Linked DNA regions of Oryctolagus cuniculus: region 1 is linked to region 2. A link is a contact called in public Hi-C data. All regions are on one chromosome and are shown on one strand. The core of a region is the stretch at or near the end of the contact, and the rest is flanking DNA. Distances in the headings are between cores, read along the strand shown.

Region 1 (4,971 bases), core at 1,327-3,826, 330 kb before region 2:
CCCCACCCTCTGTGTCCCCACCGTCTGTGTCTCTGCCCTCTGTGTGACCCCACCCTGTGTCCCCACCCTGTGTGTCCCCATTCTGTGTGTCCCCACCCTCTGTGTCCCACCCTCTGTGTCCCCCCTCTGTGTCTCCACCCTCTGTGTCCCCCCTCTGTGTCTCCACCCTCTGTGTCCCACCCTCTGTGGCCCCCTCTGTGTCCCCCTACCCTCCCCCTCTGTATCCCACGGCTCTGGAGGTGGAGCTGGGCCCCTCGTCCTCCCCTCCCCCAGCTGCCTTAGGTGGGAGCCCCACCCCTCCCCCAGCTGCCTTAGGCGGGAGCCTCACCCCTCCCCCAGCTGCCTTAGGCGAGAGCCCCCTTCGCCCCTCAAGCTGCCGCTCACGCTCCCGCCCCGCCCCAGTCTGCTCCTCGCTATAAATCCCGCTTTGCCTGTCTCATTCATGGCTGAGCCCTTGCTCTGTCCCCATCTGCACGGTCCCTGCGCCCGCCCCTCTGTCTCCCTGCCATCCTTGCCCTGTGTGGGTGAACTTGCGGTTGGTAACAGCAGGTGCACGAGTGGGAACTTCAGATAACGAAAACCCCAGACAGGCCTCTCTCTGCAACTGCGGGGTCTCAGATGCCTCTGGTGTGGGGGTGGGACCTCAGCCCTCTCCCCCTGCCTTCCCACTGCCTCCCTCCATGGCTCCAAAGCCGAGCTCGCACTGGGCAGCCGCCGTTCTGCCTCCCAGCCCCTCTCCCTCCCTCGCCCCCTTTTCCCACCCACCCATCCGTCATTTCTTCCTCCACGCACCTCACACCCACCCGATCACCCCTCATTCTTCGGTCTTTCCTCAGTGCCCATCCTGTGCAACCGTACCACAGTGTCCGTCAGGCCAGGCTCCCAGCACCCAGCAGGTGCTCACCACGTGCCTGCGTTCCATTCACTGTGTGGCAAGCAGCTGGTGCCTGCTCTCGGAGGCTACCAAGTTGGACTACGCCCCTTCCGGGCACAGTTAGAGAACACGAGGACGAATCTATTGGCTCAACTGCTCGTTCCGGAGTCGCTCTTCAGCGGGGAGTGTTTGCGCCCCAAAATGGCCTCCTCTGTGCGGTGGTGGGCGGGGTGCCCTGGTGCCCGGTCCCCGGGTTGGAGACAGGTGCTGGTCTTGGCTGCAGAGACTGCCTAGGAGGACGGGTCGGGTGGCGACGGGGCTGCCGCCAGCAGAGGGCAGTGGCGGGCTGCTGTGCGGGGAGCGCTCTCTTCTTTCCTGGATGTTCTCTGGGAATGGACTTGGCTGGGCTTGGTGGGCGGGAGGAGCCCCTGCCGGCTGCCTTCTCGGAGCTGGCTTTGAACTTCTGCCCATGCTGGAACTCGGGGAGGTGTGAGTCAGGGTTTCCCCGTCCCTGAGGGTCAGGGGAGGCCTCGCTGGACCTCCGGCTAGCACACGTTCTACCGCACATGCAGAGGCCCAGGGAGCAGCCCCGGGGGCCTCCTGTCACCGTGCTGTGACCTGGGCCCACGGAGCTCCCGGTGGGCAGCGAGAGGCTTTCTCTGCTGTTTCCTGGCTGTGAGGGTCCCGGAGCGAGTGCATCTGCCAGGACCCTCCCCCAATTCAGGTGACCCGTCCGCGCCTGTCCCGGTCGGCTTTCACCATGGAGCCTGGGATTTTGTTTCTGAAGCTGAACAGAAGGCTGGCGACACAGGACATAAATGTGTCACGGCCTCTCGTCGTGGAGAGGGGGTTGCCGGGCCAGGTGGCCAGAGGGTGCCTCTGCTGGCTCGGAGCTCAGCCCGAGGGGAAGCCAGGCAGCCCCGGCCGTGGGCGCTGCACCCAGAGCCGGGGCTGGGATCTGTGAGTCACGGAGTCTGGGGGGCACTGCGTGGGCTGCGCTGTGTCAGCCTTGCTCTCCTGTCTGTCACAGGCGTGTGTGTGTGTGTGTGTATGTGTGTGCGCAACAGAGCCAACGAGAGTGTGCGAGCAGACAGCGTGGTGCAGGGGAGACATGTGGCCTCTGATTAGCTCAGCCACCTCGGTGACTGCAGTCATTCGGGCCTGTAACGGGGACAGGCGCAGCCAGCTGGAAGGCGGTCATTTACCGCCTGGCTCTCTTCCTCCCCTCCCTCCTCCTCCTCTCCACCCTGGAAGGAGTCGGGCGTCCCCGGCTCCGTGGCGCAGTGGAAAGATCCAGGGGCCTCTGCCTGCCAGCCCTGCCTTGGAAAGGCACACAGTGCAAACCCTGATCCAGGAGCCAGACGCCAGGGAAAAACCTCACCACTTCCAAGCCCACGGCTGGGGGAGGAGACGCCAGTGAGGGTGCGGGGCTTGCTCCCAGCAGCCCGCACCCGAGATGCAGCGGCTTCATCAGGGAAAAGGGGTTGCGGGACCCCCTGCCCTGAACAGACCCCGCTGAGCCCTCCTGAGTGGAACAGCCCCAGGCAGGGCCGAGCCCCCCACTGGAACCCTCCTGCCTGCCCTCCCCCTCTCCCCGTGGCCGAGGGCGGAGCTGCGCTCAGACAGGACAGCCCTGTATGAGGGTGGGCTAACGGGGAAGATGTGGGAGGGGGCTGGCGCAGGCCCCTGCCCCGGGCAGCCCAAGTGTGGCTGCTTCTGCTCCCACCTTCCGCCGGCTCCAGGTGTCTGCGCTAGCGCTGGCACTGGTGATGGTGTTGGCGCCGGCGCTGGTACTGCCCGAGGCGCTGCCGCCCTTCCTGCCGGTCCCACCCCACGCACGCAGTCAGCAGGAGGAAGTGGGTCAGGACCATGTGGGCGCCCAGGGGCCCTCGCGGGGCAGCCGGGCAGAGCGGGGAGGACAGTCACTGACACCTCGCCACGGCCAGCGTCCCTGGGTCGATTCGCTCATTGAAAATGCCGAGCGTCTGCTCTGTGCCTAGCGCCGTTCCAAGCACGTGGGGTCTTGGGGGCAAACACAACACACGCGGCCCCAGCCTGGGCAGACGGGGGTCTCAAGGAGAGCAGGGCCAGGGCCCGGGGGTGCGGCTCCCTTAGGGGTGCAGGTGGATTGAGCGTGAGCAGGTGAGTGACCAGGGCGTGGGCGTGGTCCTGCTCCCGGTACTACCTGGCCACGCGGCCTCGGACCGGGTCACCCCTGGTCTCTGGGCTCCAGGTTGGGCCGGTGTCTGCCTCCCAGGGAGGATCTGTGATGGCGGAGGCCAGGGCCCGCCCGGCAGTGGCTCTGCCCCCTCCCCGTTTTCCTCCTGCCTGCCCTGGCTCTGGAGGGTCCGGGGTGGGGGGTGCGGGGCACAGTGTCCTGGGAGCCCCCCTCTGCTCAGCAGTGACTCATGGGAAGCCAGCTTTGGCAGGGGGGGGGGCTTGGAGAAGACGCCGCTGCCCTTTCGTTTTTAGCTCAATTTTGTGAGCAGAATGCTCCTGGGGCCAATAGATCTCTCCAGTAATGAAATTGTAAAAAGAATTGAGTTTTGCTTCTCCAGCTTAAAGGACAATCCTTGCCCTTTCCCCAGTCCCTGGTGTGACAGCAGCAAGCGGTCACCTCCCAGCCTCCGGTCGGGCCCCTTCCCCTCTGCCTTCCAGAACACAGTCCCCCGGGGGCCTCTGTTGTGGTCCTTCTCTGCATGGGGGGTGCGGCCTCAGGGAAGCAGCTGGGCGCAGGTGCGCGGGTCAGCGGCTCCTCCCTCCCCAGCTCCTCCCCCTCCCTTGACCCCCCGCCCCCCGCCCCGGGCCACAGCTCCACAGCCGCAGTGCTGAACTTGCTCCTGCTGGTGACACTGGCAGGCGTCTGTGTGTCCCCTCCCCCATGATGGCCAGCCCCTCGTTGGGGGGGTGGGCGCGTCCCACCCGTGCCGGCCCGGGCTCCGGACAGCCTCCCCAGAATCCACCCTCAAGCTTCAGCCTGGGACAGCGAGGGGGCTGGCGGGACCCCCGCCCAGCACGTTCCGCCCAGGGGCTTCTGACAGTCACGTGATGGAGTGGAAACCCTCCAGCGGAGGAGGGGCCCTGCCTGGTGGAGGAGGGCGTGGGAGGAGGTTAAATAAGGTCAGGGGTGCGGCCCCGTCCTGATAGAACCAGGGTCCTTCGAGCAGGACACCCCCGGGGCTGGAGCTTCCTCTCCGCCCCCAGGACGCAGAAGGAGGCCACCTGCTCGCCAGGGAGCGGCCTCACCACCTGCCCGCAGCTGCCCGGCCCAGGCGCTTGGCTGTGGATGCCTGAGCCTGGGGCAGAGTGGCCATCTGGGCAGGCGTCCGCGGTGGCCGGGCCTGGCGCGTCCTCTGTGGGCACCGCGGCGACGGCGGACCACTGAGCGCCTGGAAAGTGTCCGTAGCTGCGGTCAACCTGCTCTTCGGCCACGCAACCGCGGTGAGAGACGATCAGGAAACCGGAAGACGCGTGTGTAGGTGCAGCGCCCGAGCAGCAGGGGGCGCAAAGCGGGCGTGTGCTGGTCCGCTGACTTGCAGGCCTGCACCTGGTGCCCCCACCTCCGCTACCGGGGGCGGGCATCGCCAGCCCCTAGAGGGCGCCCTCGGGCCCTCCCTTCTGGCCCTGTCACTCTCCCAGATTCCCGGCTGTCCTGGATTTCAGGTAAGTGAGCCGTAGTGTGTGTTCTTTGTGTCTGGCTGAGTTCTCTCCAAGTCTTTTAATATATTTAAAAATTATACCTATAATCTGCCATCCTAACCATTTTTAATATTATAGTTTTGGATTATTATTTTTTTAAGATTTATTTATTTACACAGGGGGGGGAGGGAGAGGGGGAGGGGGAGGGAGGGGGGAGGGAGAGGGAGAGGTGTCTTCCATCCGATGGTTCACTCCCCAGTTGGCCACAACGGCCGGAGCTGCGCCAATCCGAAGCCAGGAGCCAGGAGCTTCCTCTCAATCTCCCACGTGGGTGCAGGGCCCAAGCCCTTGGGCCATCTTCCACCGCTTTCCCAGGCCATAGCAGAGAGCTGGATCAGAAGAGGAGCAGCCGGGACTGGAACCAGCACCCATATGGGATGCCAGCGCTTCAGGCCAGG
Region 2 (5,718 bases), core at 2,647-5,146:
CAAGCCATGACGTAGCCACTGTGCCAAACACTTGCCCCAGTGGCTCTTTTTGTTCTTTTTAAAGATTTGTTTATGTTGAAAGTCAGAGTTGTATATAAAGGGAGAGAGAGAGACAGAAGTCGTCCATCTACTGGTTTGCTCCCCAAATGGCCGCAATGACCAGGGCTGGGTCGAAGCCAGGAGCCGGGAGCTTCTTCTGGGTCTCCCATGTGGGTGCAGGCACCCCAGGACTTGGGCCATCCTCCACTGCTGGACTGGAAGAGGAGCATCTGGGACACGAATCAGTGTGCATACTGGATGCCAGTGCCGCAGGCAGCGGCTTAACCCACTGCGCCACAACAGTCCCCGCCTCAAGACTCAGTGATTTTTTTCTCCATCTGTGCAGGGAACACCTACAATGCACGCCAGTTCTAGCGGATCAGGAGAACTTTTTCATAGGGAGAAAGCCATCACGCCTGGGTGACCTGAGGCAACTGACTTCCTCCTACGCGACAGAGAGATGAAACACCTCTTCCTCAGGACCCCTGATCACTGAGAGAAGGCACACTGGGAACACACACAAATAAGAAGAAAGTAATGTCCACCACAAACTCGTACCGAGTTCTTATTCCACATTTTGATAATCCGGGAGTCGGCAGACAAGACCAGGTCCAGGGAGTCCTGGAAGTGCACCGACTTGATGGGCAGCCCGTACTGGTGGTCCTTAACGAGCAGCGGCTTGTCGGAGCGGAGATCATACAGCAACACCTGAAACAGGAAGGAAGTTATTCTGCTCACGCAAACTAAATATTTTACCTTAAAAAGAAACAGACTGACGGCTCCCATCTAGTTCATCACCTGACGAAAATGAAAACCCTTACTCAGGGTGCTAAGATTCTAAAGTCAGCCAGTAATGTTCTAGAAAAATCTCTTAGATTATTTCTAGAGAACACAGCTTTATGAGCTCAACCCTGAGCATTAATTTTTAGGCACACTAAGTTTGACAACTACTGAGCTATGCTAAGAAATCACTTTTATAAAAAAAAAATTCTGCAAGAATTTGTTTCAGGGCCGGTGCTGTGGCGCAGTGGGTTAACGCTCTGGCCTGAGGCACCGGCATCCCATGTGGGCACCGGTTCTAGTCCTGGCTGCTCCTCTTCCGATCCAGCTCTCTGCTGTGGCCTGGAATAGTAGAAGATGGCCCAAGTCCTTGGGCCCCTGCACCCACGTGGGAGACCCAGAAGAGGCTCCTGGCTCCTGGTTTCGGATCAGCGCAGCTCTGGCTGTTGCGCCCATCTGGGGAGTGAGCCAGCGGATGCAAGACCTTTCTCTGTCTCTAACTCTCTCTGTAACTCTGTCATTCAAATAAATAAAATAAATCTTTAAAAAAAAAAGATAAAAAAAAAAAAAGAACTTGTCTCACTTGCTTATTCAACAAATACATCAGAGAGCCTCCGACACACCAGGCACAGCCACAGCAAATGATATAAAAGAGAATGAGGGGCTGGTGCTGCAGTGTAGCAGGTAGGCTTGGGCACCTGCACTGCGTGGGAGACCCAGAAGAAGCTCCTGGCTCCTGGCTTCGGGTCAGTTCAGCTTTGGCCGTCGTGGCCATCTGGGGAGTGAATCAGCAGATGGAAGACTCCTCCCCGCCGCCTCTGGTATCTCTGCCTTCCAAATAAATAAATAAATCATTAAAAAAAAAAAAAAAAAAAAAAAAAACAGGGGCCGGCACAGTGGCTCACTTGGTTAATCCTCCGCCTTCAGCGCCGGCATCCCACATGGGCACCAGGTTCTAGTCCCGGCTGCTCCTCTTCCAGGCCAGCTCTCTGCTGTGGCCAGGGAGTGCAGTGGAGGATGGCCCAAGTGCTTGGGCCCTGCACCTGCATGGGGGACCAGGAGAAAGCATCTGGCTCTTGGCTTTGGATCGGCGTAGCTCCAGCCGTAGTGGCCATTTGGGGGGTGAACCAACAGAAGGAAAACCTTTCTCTCTGTCTCTCTCTCTCACTGTCTAACTCTATCTGTCAAATAAATTAAAACAAAACAAAACAAAACAAAACAAAACAAGAACAGAGTCCAGAGGGAGGGTGGTGCCAGGCCAGCCCCGTCTGGGAGAAGGGGAATCCTCGTCTGACCCCATCGTTAGAAGCTGGGTCTTAGTGCCAGACCCCCGCTAGCCGGTGATGACAGAGGAAGCAAATCGATTACAGCAGGACGTCAGACCTCCCTGGGGACAGCAGTGGGCTCTGTCTTGAAGGACAGACAGACAGCTCCGGGAACTGCTAATGCACTCAGACGGTCCTCTGCTCTCACAGCTGGGATGTGTCTACTGGAGCCACGGGAGAAGGCTCCGGGAGCTCACAAATGAGCTCACACTTGTTAAACACATCTCTCGTCTGCAGGGCTCCTCCGAGCCATCAGTGCACGTGTGAACCCACCGCAAGTCTCTAAGACCAGGAGTCTGGCAGAATTCCAAACGCTTCAACCCCAGGACCTGGAACACGCTGTTCCAGCTACTACCAAGACAGCACCCAAGGCCTACAAATCTGTAACTCCAGCTCCACAGCATCTCAGGCCAGCCACAGGGCAAGGTCAAGGCTTCTCAAATGCTGGAGGAATGAGACACGCTGCGGCATCCTCTCCACTCTGGCCAAAACAGCGACGCCTCGTTCTCTGTTCCCACAGCGTGCTTCTCATAACACGGTGTCCCCGAATGCCAACTTTATATCAAGTTTCCAGCTTCAACACATTTACCTGCCCTGTCGATGTTCCAACTGCCATGGTCAAAGCACCATGAAACTTCAAAGCAGAGATGGTGGGCAGACTGCTTATCCTGAAAGGGAAAATATTCAGGGTCCATGAACACACGGCCAAACCCGCCACGTAACAAGCGCATCCGCTGTCAGCCTCATTTTAGCTCTAGCAGAGAATCACACGTCCAGCCTCCAGACACACAGACGCAGTCCACCTTGACCTGTCACGCTGCTGCTTAATTTATGAATTGAGGCAGAGCACCACAGAGGGAGCTCCCAACTCCCGCTTCACCCCCAAGTGCTGCCGACCACTGAGGCTGGGCCGGGCCAAAACTACGGGCCAGGGACTCACTGCAGGGCTCCCACGTGGGGGCAGAAGTCCACTTAACTGCGCCTTCGGCACCGCCTCCCAGGTTCTGCACTGGCAGGAAAACGCAGCCAGGAGCCAGAGCCCGGAACTAGACCCAGGTGCTGCAACGTGCAGTGCAGAGGTCTCACTTCCTGGGCGGACGCCTGCACTGTGATTAAGCCAGAGTAAGGTATCTGCAGAAGCATCCTCCTTTTTAACTAATAGGAAGAAATTTTATATTTGAACATGGGTATGTGCATTTTCACTTTAAAATTAGCTAAAACAAAGACTAATCTGCAGGGACCAGCACTACGGGGTACCAGGTTAAGCTGGTATTCCATATCAGAGCGCTGGTTCGAGTCCCTGCTACTCTGATTCCAATCCAGCCCCCTGCTAACATGCCTGGGAAAGCAGTGGAAGACGGCCTAACGCCTGGATCCCTGCTGCCCATGTAAGAGACCCAGATGGAGTTCAAGGCTCCGAGCTTCAGCCTGGCCCAGCCTGAGCCATTGTGGTCATTTGGGGAGTGAACCAGCAAATGGAGATGGACTCTCTCTCTCACTTTCAAATAAATAAATACATCTTTTTAAAAAGCAAAGAAAAAGACTAATTGTCAGATGAGGCCATTGGACTCTAAAGCCAGATGAACGGCATGACCAGAGCAACGTGCTCCTCACGCCAACGCGAGCCCCAGCACCGACGGCAACGCTCGGCAGTGGGGAGAGCGCCAGGCGCGGGCTCAGAGGCGTCAGCCTCGCCGCCGGGCCAGGCTGGGGCTGCAGCTTCACCAAGTCTCTTCTGCCACCTAAAGCCTCCGCTCGGAACTACACGGCACTCGGGACCCTGGAGGCCTGACCGCCGCGCTGTGCTCCTTTGCGCTCCAAAACCCATGAGACTCAGTTCCCAGGGGCCAACATTCTGGCACCGACCTGGCCCAGCCCCCGCTGTTGGGGCCATTTGGGGTGCGAAGCAGTAGATGGAGGACCTTTCTCTGTCTCTCTCTCTCTCTCTCTCTCTGTCTCCTCTCTCTTTCTCTCTGTAACTCCTTCTTTCAGGTAAATAAATAAATCTTTTTAAAAAAATCATTCTCCAGTATAGTGATATATTTTCTCCACTTAAACTTTGTTTTTTAATAAAATTTGTTATTTTCTTCATACAGGTATGAAGTTTATTGCTTAGTCCTTTATAATATTTGTTGCTAAAAGTGAGCACTTTTTCTCTTATTTTTCTAACTGGATTTTGCTGAAAAATACCAAAACCATCGACTGCTGCACATTTACTTTGTACCCAGCCCACCAGTTCTGAAAGGTTTCCAGGTTCTCGGCAGACAGTCCCAGTCTGGGACCACGCCAGCCCCCCACCCCCACCCTTTCTCCTGCTGTGCTGGCTCCGCCTTCCAGAACTTTGTTACCTAACAGAAGTGACAATAAATCAGTAAAATCACCCAAAACTAAATCAACAAAATCAATCAAAAATGAGTCAACATTTTGGTAAATACCCCGACTTTGTTCCTCTGCCTACACTTACATGTTCACTGTTTTCCTACAAGAAGTGTTCAGCTCTACAGGCAACCACTGGCCTGCTTTTCCACTGGGGACATGCACAGAACACCTCCCCTAGCAACAAGTGCGCTCTTGAACACGACTGTCAGGCTGCACAGTGTGTGTGCCATGGAGAGGTACGGTGACAGTACCTAGCGCATTACAGAAGTTAATGAGGGTAAATACTCGGTGTCACTTCACCAGCATCCCCAGACTCTCCCTGCGCCCTCACGTCAGTGACGATGCTGGGGCAGATGCCACGAGCCGAGGAGGGCGGGGTGAGGAGGAGCGTTCTATAAGCATGTGGTGGGTGGGTTCCTGTAAGGCAATTTAGCCACGTGCCAAATGCCCTAAAAACATGCACACTGTTTAACTCAGAAGTCTGAGGCTTGGGTATTCTCCCTAAGGAAATTAACCAGAGGTCTGTATGAGAACATGTAACACTGAAACCTTGACCCTCCTGCATGTACCAACAGGGATCTGATGATTTAAGCTACACCTGTCTTGCACTCAGAGGTCATTTTACATTTTTAAGTGTTCTTTTTGGCACTTCCTAGTATCTTCTTTATATTAAGTATAAATCATTTTTCTAAATAACAAAGTGATCTTTTTAAATAAGCAAAAACCACTGGAAATGTTCCACCTTTAAGGACAAAGGAGACCACTCAAAATGTTTGTGAATCAGTATTCTATTCAGATTAAATAAATACTCTGTTTCTAAAGACCAAAGTTAAGACTGTTTTACAACCCTTCCTTAAGTAACTCCAATATTATTTCTATCATAACCACTAAATTTAAAATAGAAACACTCTAAGATATATTGCAAATAAGCCAGCGCCACGGCCCACTAGGCTAATCCTCCGCCTTGCAGCACCAGCACACCAGGTTCTAGTCCCGGTCGGGGCGCCGGATTCTGTCCCGGTTGCCCTCTTCCAGGCCAGCTCTCTGCTGTGGCCAGCGAGTGCAGTGGAGGATGGCCCAAGTGCTTGGGCCCTGCACCCCATGGGAGACCAGGAGGAAGCACCTGGCTCCTGCCATCGGATCAATGCGGTGTGCTAGCTGCAGCGCGCCGGCTGCGGCTGCCATTGGAGGGTGA

What was found. A called contact is a pair of places that touch in the nucleus more often than the background predicts.
Region 1: a Hi-C map of an unstated tissue shows a contact between it and region 2, with 4 times the contacts expected there. The contact joins two enhancer-like sites. A contact is called at or near these places in 2 of 6 Hi-C or Micro-C datasets (ear pinna and an unstated tissue).

The regions. Positions count from the first base shown.
Region 1 is chr2:192,150,491-192,155,461 of mOryCun1.1, reverse strand. No RefSeq gene overlaps it. Among named protein-coding and RNA genes, the nearest start is that of RRM2, 30 kb to the left of the region's middle. Within about 2 kb of position 2,576, at least 3 of the 8 cell types and tissues checked have an H3K27ac peak or open chromatin away from gene starts, as enhancers often do.
Region 2 is chr2:191,816,954-191,822,671 of mOryCun1.1, reverse strand. NOL10 (nucleolar protein 10) reads right to left here. Exons shown (of 21, transcript XM_002722390.5): 10 at 2,734-2,812; 11 at 598-747. Among named protein-coding and RNA genes, the nearest start is that of NOL10, 29 kb to the right of the region's middle. Within about 2 kb of position 3,896, at least 3 of the 8 cell types and tissues checked have an H3K27ac peak or open chromatin away from gene starts, as enhancers often do.